Regions from separate parts of the Mus musculus genome. Here all the other regions are linked to region 3. Evidence: chromatin contacts called from public promoter capture Hi-C data. All regions are on one chromosome and are shown on one strand. Each heading gives the region's core, a stretch centred on a gene start, on an enhancer-like site or on the middle of the called end of the contact. The rest is flanking DNA. Distances are from core to core; before and after follow the strand shown. Region 1 holds the start of Pcbp3 (poly(rC) binding protein 3). Region 2 holds the start of Sirt6 (sirtuin 6). Region 3 holds the start of 2610008E11Rik (RIKEN cDNA 2610008E11 gene).

Region 1 (3,672 bases), core at 34-2,533, 2.1 Mb before region 3:
GGAGAGGAGAAAAGGCCGCACCCTGCCCTCGCCCCACATCCATCCTCTGGGCTTCCTTTTTTTTTCCTCCCCAGCTCGTCTCAATCACAAGACATCCGTCTAAGCCTTGCAAGTCCCAGTGAGATCACAGCTATTGTGTGTTGACCCGAAAGCCTGCAGCGTAATGTGCCCACTAACAACTTCTGAATTTAGGGAGGGAGTAAAGAGGCCTGGGTTTTCCTGAGTGGCTCTACCCCGACCCCCGACGTAGGCCAGGGCCAGTTACCGTCAGACTTTCACAAGGACCCTAGGCCGTGCCTGAATCCAAGAACAGGCAAGACCATGCAGAGCTGGAGAGTGAGCCCCTCACTGGAAACTTCTGTCTAGGACCCTGTTCTGGCCCCAGCTCCAAGCCCAAGGGGCTATCAAGAACTACTCTATTCCGGGAGCCCGACCCTCGGCCCCACACTTCCCCACCCACCCACCCACCTCTTTCTCCCTCTCTCTAAGTAATTCCTGCCTCAGCCTAGGACCCCGGTCACAGCCTGGGAAGCTGCTTCCCTTGACCCTTTGCTCAGCCTGATACACATGCCTCTGGGATTCCCATCTTCAGTCCTCCGACCATCGCTTTGGCCTGGGATACCCCCACCCTGCTTTAAGCCTGGGACTCTGCACTAAGCCCTGGAACCTCAGCCTTGAGCCCTCAGAGCTCGGTACTCAGTCCTAGATCCCCGCCCTCAGCCTAGGACCTTGGTCTTGGCCTGGGACCCCTACCTTCAGCCCGGGACCCCCGCCCTCAACCTGGTACCCCCTATTCTCTCCCAGGACCTCCGCCCTCAGCCTGGGACCCTCACCTCAGCCTGGAATCCTCGCCTCAGCTTGGGACCCTCGCCTCAGCCTAGGATCCCGGCCCTAGTACTGAGATCGCCAACCTCAACCCTTCCCCCAGGATCCCCAACACCCCAGCTCGAATGAAGTTTTCTGACTGCGAACTGTCCGGTCCTCTGGCCTTTGGAGGGGTCTCGGCCGGCCTGGGACGCGGCATGCGAGCTACCTCCGCGCTGGACCCCCCCACACACACTTCAACCCGCCGCCACTCACTCACCTGCCCCGCCGCGGACAGGGAGGCCGCGGACCAGGTAGAGCCTATGCTGCCGGTCGGGTGGGGCAGAGGAGGCGTACACGGCGCGACGCGAAGCCCGATGCGACCCAGCGGCGGCCGCGGCGTCTCCTAGCTCAGGCGACGGTAAGCAGCGCCTCGAGCTCTGGCCGAAGCACTGCGCGCGGCGAGGACCCGCCCCCTCCGTGCAACCAGCCACTCCTGCGCAGCCCGCCGCCTCTGGCCCCGCCCCCGCTCAAGGGCAGGGCCTGAGAAAGCGGGCGCCGGGAGCCAATGGAGCTGCGAAACGGTGACCATCACAGCCAATCAGGGCACGGAAAGCTCTCCGGCTAGAAGCCGTTTAGCGTCGAAGGGCGGTTAGGGTTGGGCGGGGCCCCACTCTGGGGCTGGGAGGAGGCGGGGCTTCTGGAAAGGTTAGTCAACTGGCGGGGGCGGGGACAGTACGGGGCGGGGCCAGGGCCGGGCCTGGGGCGGGGCCTCCAGAAGGCTAGAGGGAAGGGAGTGGATGCTTGGTTGTGAGATGGCTGCGGGGCCTGCATCCTCTGCAAGTGTTTGGCACACGCAGCTAGCGGGAGACTGCAGACACCCAGTCTCGCACGCGCTGATATTCTAGGGAGGTCAGTTGGACCCACAGCCTTCGCGACTATGTGGGCCTGATCCGTTGACCGCAGCCCTTCGCGGGTGCCCCTCTCTGCTTGGAAGCCTTTGAAAGCCAACACAGCCCAGACTGTAGAACTTGTGTTTAGGTTCTGGGCCTGCACACCTGTCCACAAGCGATTCAAAGCCGATGGAAGAACTGGCTGTGGTAGTGGCTGTGGGAAAACATGTCATGTTGTTGTTGTTGTTGTTGTTATCTTTTGTGCACCTTTCCTCAGAGGTGTCCTGCTCTATTTTGTGTCAATTAACTATCGTTTTCATCGGACTAAACTTCCTTCATCTGATTGCTCTCTATTAGCTTAGGCTTATTCCTTTCTGCACACCACGAAGGTAAAGGAACCAGGCCAACTTGTAATTCCAGTACTGATAGAAGCTGCGAGTCCTGGGAACTCTGCCTTCCATCAGTACCTAGATACCCAGGAGCCCAGGGTCATCCTTCCTGGCTTCCTGAAGCAACCTGAACCAGCCAGAGAAGGCCTCTTTGGACTTGGAAATCAAGCTTTGCCCTTCATAGGTGGAGAGAGTGATCCACATGTTTACCTCCAGACTTTCGAGAAGCATCTCTGGGAAACAGAGTTGCTTCTTTGTTGTCATATGAACAGACGGGTGAGCAGAGAAGTGGGTTGAGGGTGACATTCTAGCTGAGATGACAAAACTCATCCCGCCCTGAGCCTCAAACCCACCAATGACTCACTTCGGTGCCAATAACGATATATCATACATGCAAAGGGGTGTATACATAGCTCTGTCCCCTCATCCCTCCACCTGTTACAATCACGATCTCTATGGTAGAGTCAGGAAGACTCCGTAGGTCTGAAACCTCACCATAGTAACCAAGTAGCTCTTGGGAATGCCCAGAGTCCTGTGAGTATGATGTCCTGGAATCCACTCTGAAGGGAAAAGTCCTGGTCCCCTGTAGCAGACATATACAGTAGTCACTTGGGATCGATGAGTCAGAAAGGAGTGTGCTCTTATTTGTCTTCAAACATAACCTGTGTGATTCAATGACAACCTCTGAAAAGAAAGGGCCTGGGTCCGGGCAAGCAGGAGCTGTCAAAAGCCTTACCCAGCAGCTAAGTGCAGCTGCAGCAAATCACGAACCTTTACCTGGAGAATCTAGAGAGCATATGGACAGCCTTATCGCACATTACTACACCTTAGCCCTGTGCTATGGTAGAGAGGAGGGCGGAAATTTGGAGGAGGGCATGTCAGGTAGCATGCTAGGAGTCCCTGAGACAAGGACTTCCCCTAGGAGACGAACACAAGGGATTGACATTGAACCCAGCAGCAGTACCCAGACCTAAACCAGGACTTGAACTAAGATCCAAAGTGTCTCCAGGATCAGCTCGGGCCATCGGCCTCCTGGGCTCTGCACAGTGGCTCCGGAGGCTGGAGCTGCATTAGGCTCTGTCGAAGCACCCCCCCCCTCCAGATTACAGGTTGCCAGCCTCCTACTCTACTCTCCAGGAGCCGTGGGGTTTGGGGGGAGGGCTCAGCTGCCTACATCTCCTCCTGGAAGACACACTTAGTCATTAGGAGAGTAATGATAGTGTTTTCAAGGCAGTGTGTTGGACCCTAACAACTTTCAATTATTTCCAGTTCCTGCCAACCCTGGGAAGAGAAAAAGCGGTTCATCTCGGAGCCCCACCCTTGACACGAGAGACAATTGAGTAGGCTCTTCCTTCCATATCCCAGCAGATCTTTGAGAGCTAGGGCAGGCAGCCCCGCCCCTTGGCTGTGTGGCAGCTGCTTGACCCATTACCCTCCCTCCACACGTCCCGCATCCCCTCCGAATGCAGGCTTCCTGCCTTCCATTAGCACTACCAGTAGCTGTCAGCGTGGTCCTTCCCAGGAGAAGTGCACCCGGGGGCTTGCATTTATAAATAACTCCATGGTATCTTGTTGGGGTGTGGAGA
Region 2 (3,640 bases), core at 921-3,420, 2.5 Mb after region 3:
AGAGGCAAGTGGATCTCTGTGAGCCTGATCTACAGGGCAAGTCCCAGGGTAGCCAAGACATGGAGAAATTCTGTCATGTACTCGCCCTCTGCCGCAACAGTCAGTTGGCCCTAAAGCCCCTGCCAACCTCCCCACCCCACCCCAGTGAGGGGTGGAACCCTGCCTACATCCCCCCAATTTGACCAAGTACTGCCCGGCTTTGGGCTCCGAGCCTTCCCCCTCTTTGCATCCCTAATAAATGCCCCTGAGCTAGGGCACCCTGGTCCAATAAGGAGGAAGAGATGCAATTGAGCCCCAGCCCCCCGGCCGACTCATCGGACCTGGGGAAGCCCGAGCGCACGTGCAGCCCGTCTACGTTCTGGCTGACCAGGAAGCTGAGGAAGCCCATGCGTTCTAGCTGAACCAGGGCCATGTGGGTCTTCGAGGGCCGAGCATTCTCGAAGGTGGTGTCAAACTTGGGGGCCAGGCCGCGTTCCTCCATGGTCCACACGCCATGGGGGCCTCTGAGGATAGCAAGCAGAGGAGGACAGGCACAGAGGTCAAACATTCATTTTCCAGGCTGTGGGCTCTTCCTGTTAATGCTGAAGTCAGCCCATGCTGGCCCCAGCCCCGTTCTTAGGGTGGTTCTGTATCCTGTGGTGGAGACAATGACTGCCGGGTAGGCAAGAATTCTAAAGAGCATGGGACGTCTTCATGAAAGAGGCGGAGGGGCTGAGGGTCTGGGGGTAAACAAAGGCAGGGGAGCTAGTGGAGCTGGGGCTGAGTACTGGTTAAGACCGGCTGCGGGTTCCCAGAATGCTTTACAGTGGTCATAGGCTGCCACCGAAGGTTATGGGTGAGCTAGTCACTCCACAACATTGAGTCATTCTGACCCTAGAAAACCCAGTGGCTGGCCGAGCTGCATGAATACATTTCCCAGCATGCCTTGCAGCTACTACATTATGTGGGCATGCTCTGATCCTTGGGCAAGTGGAGTTTTTGCTGGGCCTTTCAGAGACATAGGAAAACTGAAAGGTCCTTCTGCCACCTCACCTTAGTCCCTAGAGGTGTATCAGCAAGAGCCCTGCCTCAGTTTCCCCTCATTGTTCACCGACCTGAAGTCGGGGATGCCAGAGGCGGTGCTGATGCCGGCGCCCGTGTGGAAAACCACGCTGGAGGACTGCCACATTAGCCGGGCCAGCTCCCACACCTTGCGTTCCAGCTCCTCTGGTGGGTCGAAGATCTGTAGGGTCAGAGGGCAGGAGGAGGCAACACGTGACCTCCCAAGTGGCAGGCCTCCTGTGGGTCAATGCTCTGTCTGCCCCTTCTCAACATCCCTCAGTTCCAGCCACACTCTTAACACATCGCTGTGTCCTACCCCAGGGCCTTTGCACATGCCGAGCCCTCTTCCCAGAGTGCTGTTCCTGCAGGCAGCCACTCCTTTGTCCTGGTCTGGTTGTGGCCCACGTGACCTCCCCACTGACGTCATCCCCCATCCTGGACTTTAGATAACCCACCTCTCTCCCCTAAATCAAGATGCAGCTCTACTTGTCTAGGGGCTCCGTTAACATGAGGCAGGCAGGGCATGGTGTCGCAGGCCTTTAACACCAGTACTCGGGAGGCAGAGGCAGGAAGATTCCTGTGAGTTCGGGGCCAGCCTGGGCTACAAAGAGAGAACCCTCCACCCTACTACACCCCTTCAGAAACAACAAAGACTGACAGCCCCACACTCAGGATCCATCTGGCCCAGATTCAGGGAGGAGTACAGAGTGGGGTACAGGGATGCCCCCAGGAAAGGGTGCCAGCTTCCGGCCCTGCAGATCTTCCCACAGCTCCAGGTTTTCCCTGACAATTAAGACGTCCACTCCCTGACCTGACGATTTGGTCTCGTTCCCATTAGCCCCTCACTCCTTCCCTGACCCAGGTTCCTCCGTGTCACCCAGCCTGAGCAGTGGGTGTCACTTCCCGCCCCCTCCTTCCAGGGAAGTCCCTCCCATTGTCTAGACTCTATGTTTCATGCTGTTCCCACAATGCCCCGCTTCGCCCGGCCGCTCCCCGTCTGGGGTCATTCGGTGACTCGAACACTGCAGCTCTCACCTCGGGCAGCCCGCACTTGCCCTTATCCGCGTAAGGCGACAACCCTGCTGCATAATTCACCGACATCGTCGCCGGCGCTGCCGCACGGGAACAATAAAGTTTCCCTTGTTGAGGCCGCTTCCGCCGGAAGTGGTGAAGGGACGGTCGGGAAAGAGTAGCCGCCTTCCCTAGATACGTGCCTGAGGGTGGGGTGGGTACGTGGAGGTGAAAAACAGCATTCTTTCCAGAGCGCATGCGCCCTCCTGATGCAGCAAGCTTAGTCTTCAGTGCTGGCCGAGACTACCTCTCTGACTTAGTGGATTCCCCAGTCCTGGGATCCGCGACCAGAGCCAGAAAAGTGATGAGGCCACTCACAGGAGTCGAGGCAGGGGGATTGCGAGTCCCAGACCAACTCCCTGTTTCAAAAGAGACAACATCAGCAAAACCCAGAAATGAAACCAAACAAAGCAAAACAAAAATCCACAGTTCTCAGTGTGTAGAGCCCTGCCCGGAGTGCTTATAGCACTGGCAGGAGGGGACAGAAAGTTCGAAGCCACGCTAGGCTACATGATACCCTAACCTTTGTGACTGTCATCCAGGGTCTGCCTGACTCTGGCTACAGGAGAGAATGAATGGAAAACTGGGGTTCTTGGGCAGAGGAAAGACCTCTGGGCCCCCTGCCAACATTTCCTGGGTTAGTTTCTGGAGTGCACCTCCCGGAATATCACAGAGCATAGGGTTAGGTCCACAGAACTGGGCGAGTTCCACGTGTTACCCAGAGGTGCCCAGAGATGCAAGGAGAGAGGTGAAGAGCCCTGCTTCCGTGGCCATCTAGAGATGGGAGGCACTATCTGACCATTCTGCCTGTTGGTAATCAACAGACACAGGAGCCATGTGATGGGTCAATGGCAGCATATAACAACCGAAGCCTCCTGATCCCCGTGGAGACCCCAAGAAAGGCTTCGAGGAGGCAGGAGCACACAAGGAGGTGGGAGAGGCCGTCCTTGGGGCTGCCCATCTGAGCAAGCTGGCTAACAGCAGCTTGTCTCCTCCCTTGGCTCATCCGTCCCCCGCTCCCCCACCCCAACCTGATCGGGTGTCACCTCTACTCTGCTGCTGGTGGCTCGCAGCTGGAGCGGGTAACCAGAGAGGCTGCTTGGACGCTGGGTTCCGGTCTGGAGTCGCCTGAGGTAGGGGGATGTGGGTGAGGGAGGCCAGGGAAGTCTGGGTGCTGGTGAGGGGTGCTACCTGCAACAGTATGAACACACGCATCTGCACACTTGTGACAGGTGCACACATCCCACGCGGGAGCCAAGGCCCAGGCCCAGTGCGCAGCGTCACCTGTGCTGTGTCACCTCTTCAGAAGGCAAACCCTTAAATCCACAGGCCTTCCCTGCCACCTTGCCGTGGCGATTTCCTTCAGACTGGTAGCATGTGGACAACTCTTTTGGGTGTTTTGTCACCCACCCTTGGTGGTAGGTGTGGGGTGAAAGTGAACCTGATTAGTAGAGGAGGTGGGATCAGTGAATGGATGGATGGATGGGTAGATGGGTGGGTGGATGGGTGAGTGGGTAGATGGGTGGGT
Region 3 (4,001 bases), core at 75-2,574:
TTTTGTTTTGTTTTGGTTTGGTTTTTTTGTTTGTTTTGTTTTGTTTTGTTCTGTTTTCAAGACAGGGTTTCTCTGTATTGCCCTGGCTGTCCTGGAACTCACTCTGTAGACCTCAAACTCAGAAATCCACCTGTCTCTGCCTCACAAGTCAGAAAATTCTTAAGGAGTAGAAACTTAAGTCTCTCCTTTCCTCAAAAATAATTCCAAGTGAGTTCTAAAGACTTTATAAGGTTTCCTGGCTGATCAAAACTTCATGATTCTGTGGAGCTGGAACATTGCAAATGTAGTTAGAACTCTTTGCGATCATCAGGTCCCTTAATATCCAGTTAGTATTCATCTTCTCTATGTGGTCGGACACCAACTAGCAGCTGAAAACTTGGGAATGTGTCCACAGAGCAGACCACTAGCTTCCACCAAGCCAAAAGCTAAGAGTGTCCCCAGATAATCTCTCATATCTGTAAGAGCTTCCTCTGCATGTAACCTATCTACCCTGATGTGTCCACAGTGTCTTTGATAAATGCCTTGATTTTGTTTTTCACTATTAAAACCTCACCTAACTACATCCACGTTGAAACATGTGATTTAGGGCAACTTAAATACATGCTACTGAACAGGGTGACTCATATCTGTCCCAGAATAAACTCTCTCTAATCCTTTTGAGGTGAGACCAGTGTTTTCTACAGACCAGAGAAATAAGTAAGCCAACTCATGCACCATTTACCTTAATTTTCAAATTTTACTCAACTCTTAAAATCTGCTTAAGCACTGAATGTTGATGCTAAGTGACATCAAGTTGCTGGGAGCCTTTACCGAAAAAATCAACCAGATGACACTGTCATAAATTGATTTTGTTTCTTTTAGCCTCCTCATGAAATTCTTAGGCAACTGTGATCAAAGTAGAGGGATGTCCCCGAAGGGGCGCTCTCCTTTGCTTACTGGCCTCCGAGCTGAGCTGCTTCTCCTTTACATATAAGGGACTGCAGAATCCACGGACCCGGCTCCTCTCTTGAAGGAAACCCATCTCCCTCAAAGTCCTCGCGGGCAAGTTGTGGACTCCAGCAACCTCCACCCTCCAGCCCAGCCTTGAAGGACCTGACAACGGCGCAGGCGCACCGGGCCGGGGGGTCGGGGGCGGCGGAGGGTGCAGAGACAGCTTCCCCGCTGCAGGACGCTCGCACTCACCATGACAGGCTCTGCCGACATCCTGCGTCCTGCGCGGGCCTCCCCACCGCGACTGTCACAGGAGACAGGGGCCTCAGTGATTTCCGATCCTTCGGAACTGGATGAGGCTACAGATCTAAGATGGCCGGGGACAGACAAAGGCCACAGCGGAGCAGCGAAGGCCCGCCCTCCATGCTCGCTCTCTGTGTATGATTGGGCAATTCTCAGTCTAGTGCATCCGATTGGATAGCATTTCGGGCTTGGCTACGAGTGACAGTAGACAGAACCAATTCGTGCGTGAATCAAGCAAAAATAAAAATAAATAAATAAATAAAAAGCAAGTTCTTGCTCACAGATGTTGTCAGGCAGGGCTGCTCCCAACCCCGTGAGAGAACAGAGCCCAGTACTGAACAATTGCCCTGGATATAGAGCTAAAGGATTTATGGACTTACGGCTGAATATATATATATATATATATATATATATATATATATATATATATATCTTATTCACAAATGGAAATCACATCATGACAGTTTTAAACTGTGTTTTCCCAACTCTAAGCTTCAAAATAAAAAGCATTCATGTAAGGCAGCAATGTCCGATACAAGCAACATGGTAGACAGAACTGAAAAATTGGTTAATTATTTAGGTATGCATTGTGACTTCTTCTGAAGGGTGTTGTTATATTATACTTTGCTCTCATCATTCCCTGTTCTATTTTCTCTCCCCCTTTTCTCCTCAGAATCACATATATGTATTCTGAGAAGTGTCAGCTTTAAAAAAAAAAATCTAAACAGGTAAAATTCACTATAATAACAATGATGGCATAATTTATTTCTCTTTATAGAAGAAAAAAATTGAACACGTATAGTGAGCCGCCACATGCATGCAAATTATTTCCATTCCTTTTGTTTTTGAGTGCTAATTTGACCAAATTCCAAACTGTTCTGAAAAATCTTAGAGAAAAGCAAATGACAATTAGAGAGATGTGCCGACCAATAAGAATGCATTTGCTTTGCAGAAATGTTGCCGTATAAGGAGTATGTCTTGATTTCAGCTGGGCATAGCAATTTTGGATACCTGAAAGTGAGATGTGAGGTGGTGGTGGGCAAAGCCATGTAGCACACATGGATATCATGAACAGCTAACTCAGCCAAGACCCTGACGCACATGCATCTAAGTTGGCCACACATTATAACCCCCTAGGACTTTTTAAATACTCCAAACTTTAGTTTCAATGAAATCAGAGTAGGGGGAGTAGGACTCCCCCCCCCACACACACACACTCATGCATGCACAAACGCACACACACTCACACATACACACACACTCATGCATGCACGAATGCGCGCGCACACACACACACTCACACACGCACACACACACACACACACACACACACACACACACACGGTTTAGAACTCTCCAGGTGAATATTGTGTGAGGCTATTCCCAAACCACTGAGTGCAAGCACCATCTCTCCCCAGCTAGTTGCAAGTAGTTTCTTAAATTAAGTATGAAAACGTTTGGTGATAAGTTGTGACTTTTCACTTTTGCCCATTAATCAACTATTTTAATCTGCTCAACTCAACCACTGCCACTCACTTTGTTTCTGATTAAAAACAATTTTACAAATGTCCTACTATGTGGGCATGGAACTGTGTCAGGTGCCTTAGCATAGTGGGTATATTTAAGGCGTGAACATTTTGCTTTAAAGAAAGAAAGAAAGAAAGAAAGAAAGAAAGAAAAGAAAGACATGCCATTTACCAAATAAGAGCAGAATTTGACATATATAGGGACCACTGTGGTGTTATAATATTAATAACTGTCCCACAGTATTAGAATTCATTCTGTAAGGATAAAAGTTAACTATAAGGAAAAAACTGAAGCCATTTCACTTTATTTAGTCATTCTTTCCTTTTTGTAGGATCTCTATGTAGCTTAGGCTGAGCTAAAAATCTATATCAAGCTAAGACTGGTCTTGAACTCACAATGTTCCCAGCACTATCCTGAATTTTAAAGATAGGGCAACACCACAGACATATGTGCCTGTAAGACAAGACAGACTTCTACTGTAGTACTGGGGGAAAGAAGTATTTAATACTTTCAACATCTCTAGGATATTCTTTTGTGATCAAAGTAACACAAGCTTGTTTTTAATAAGGGTTTCCTCCTTTTATGGTTTAAGACAGATTCTGAATTTTAATTCACAATACCCAAAGGAGGATACTAAATTCATGAATTAATTGGCGATTAGGCAAAACATGTGGCATACCATTACGGAAAATAATGAAATATTGATCTCTGCTACAACACAGATGTCTCCAGAGCATACCCTGCTCTTTTTTGATGTATACTGAAACTAGACCCCAAATAGTCTAGGATCCCTCTCCTAGAAACCTCAGAAAAGGGATGTCTGTGTATAGGAAAACCGGACTAGTGTTTGTCTGGGGTCCAAACTGAGGACATGGGAAGGAAGTGAAATCATAGCTAATGATGGCAGTGTGTTGTTCTGATTTCAGTGATGACAATGTGCTAAAATCAACTGTGGCTATCACTGCAAACATGAGAATTCATTAAAGCCACCATTTGTGCAGAGTAAGTGAGAGCCCTAGAAGCTGTCTGCATCGTGTCCCAAGAAGCAGGCTCCTACAGAACCTTGTCATGAATTTCCATGCAAATGTTCAACATGTTAATAGATTCAGTTTACATAGAAATAATTTTTCTTCTGCTTTTTAAAAAACTTTTGTGTCTGTCTGTACGCACATGTGTGTGGGTGCCTGAGAATACTAGAAAAGATTTTTGGATCTGCTGTGGTTATGGGTCCTGGGAACTGA

The links. Promoter capture Hi-C pulls out the DNA fragments that hold promoters and counts their contacts.
Region 1: a promoter capture Hi-C map of pre-B cells shows a contact between it and region 3, with 6 times the contacts expected there. The contact joins the promoter of Pcbp3 here to the promoter of 2610008E11Rik in region 3.
Region 2: a promoter capture Hi-C map of liver shows a contact between it and region 3, with 7 times the contacts expected there. The contact joins the promoter of Sirt6 here to the promoter of 2610008E11Rik in region 3. A contact is called at or near these places in 4 of 39 promoter capture datasets (hippocampal neurons, liver and pre-B cells) and 1 of 115 datasets of contacts at active chromatin or transcription factors (differentiating embryonic stem cells).

Annotation. Positions count from the first base shown.
Region 1 is chr10:76,960,664-76,964,335 of GRCm38.p6, forward strand. It overlaps Pcbp3 (poly(rC) binding protein 3), which reads right to left and starts at 1,284. Exons shown (of 16, transcript NM_021568.2): 1 at 1,085-1,284. Gm35664 (a long non-coding RNA gene) reads left to right here and starts at 1,478. Exons shown (of 2, transcript XR_380584.1): 1 at 1,478-1,512; 2 at 1,713-1,939.
Region 2 is chr10:81,625,396-81,629,035 of GRCm38.p6, forward strand. Sirt6 (sirtuin 6) reads right to left here and starts at 2,171. Exons shown (of 8, transcript NM_181586.4): 1 at 2,077-2,171; 2 at 1,095-1,222; 3 at 321-503. The coding sequence starts at 2,142. It also overlaps a transcript of Ankrd24 not described here.
Region 3 is chr10:79,096,276-79,100,276 of GRCm38.p6, forward strand. 2610008E11Rik (RIKEN cDNA 2610008E11 gene) reads right to left here and starts at 1,325. Exons shown (of 6, transcript NM_001004362.2): 1 at 1,183-1,325. The coding sequence starts at 1,203.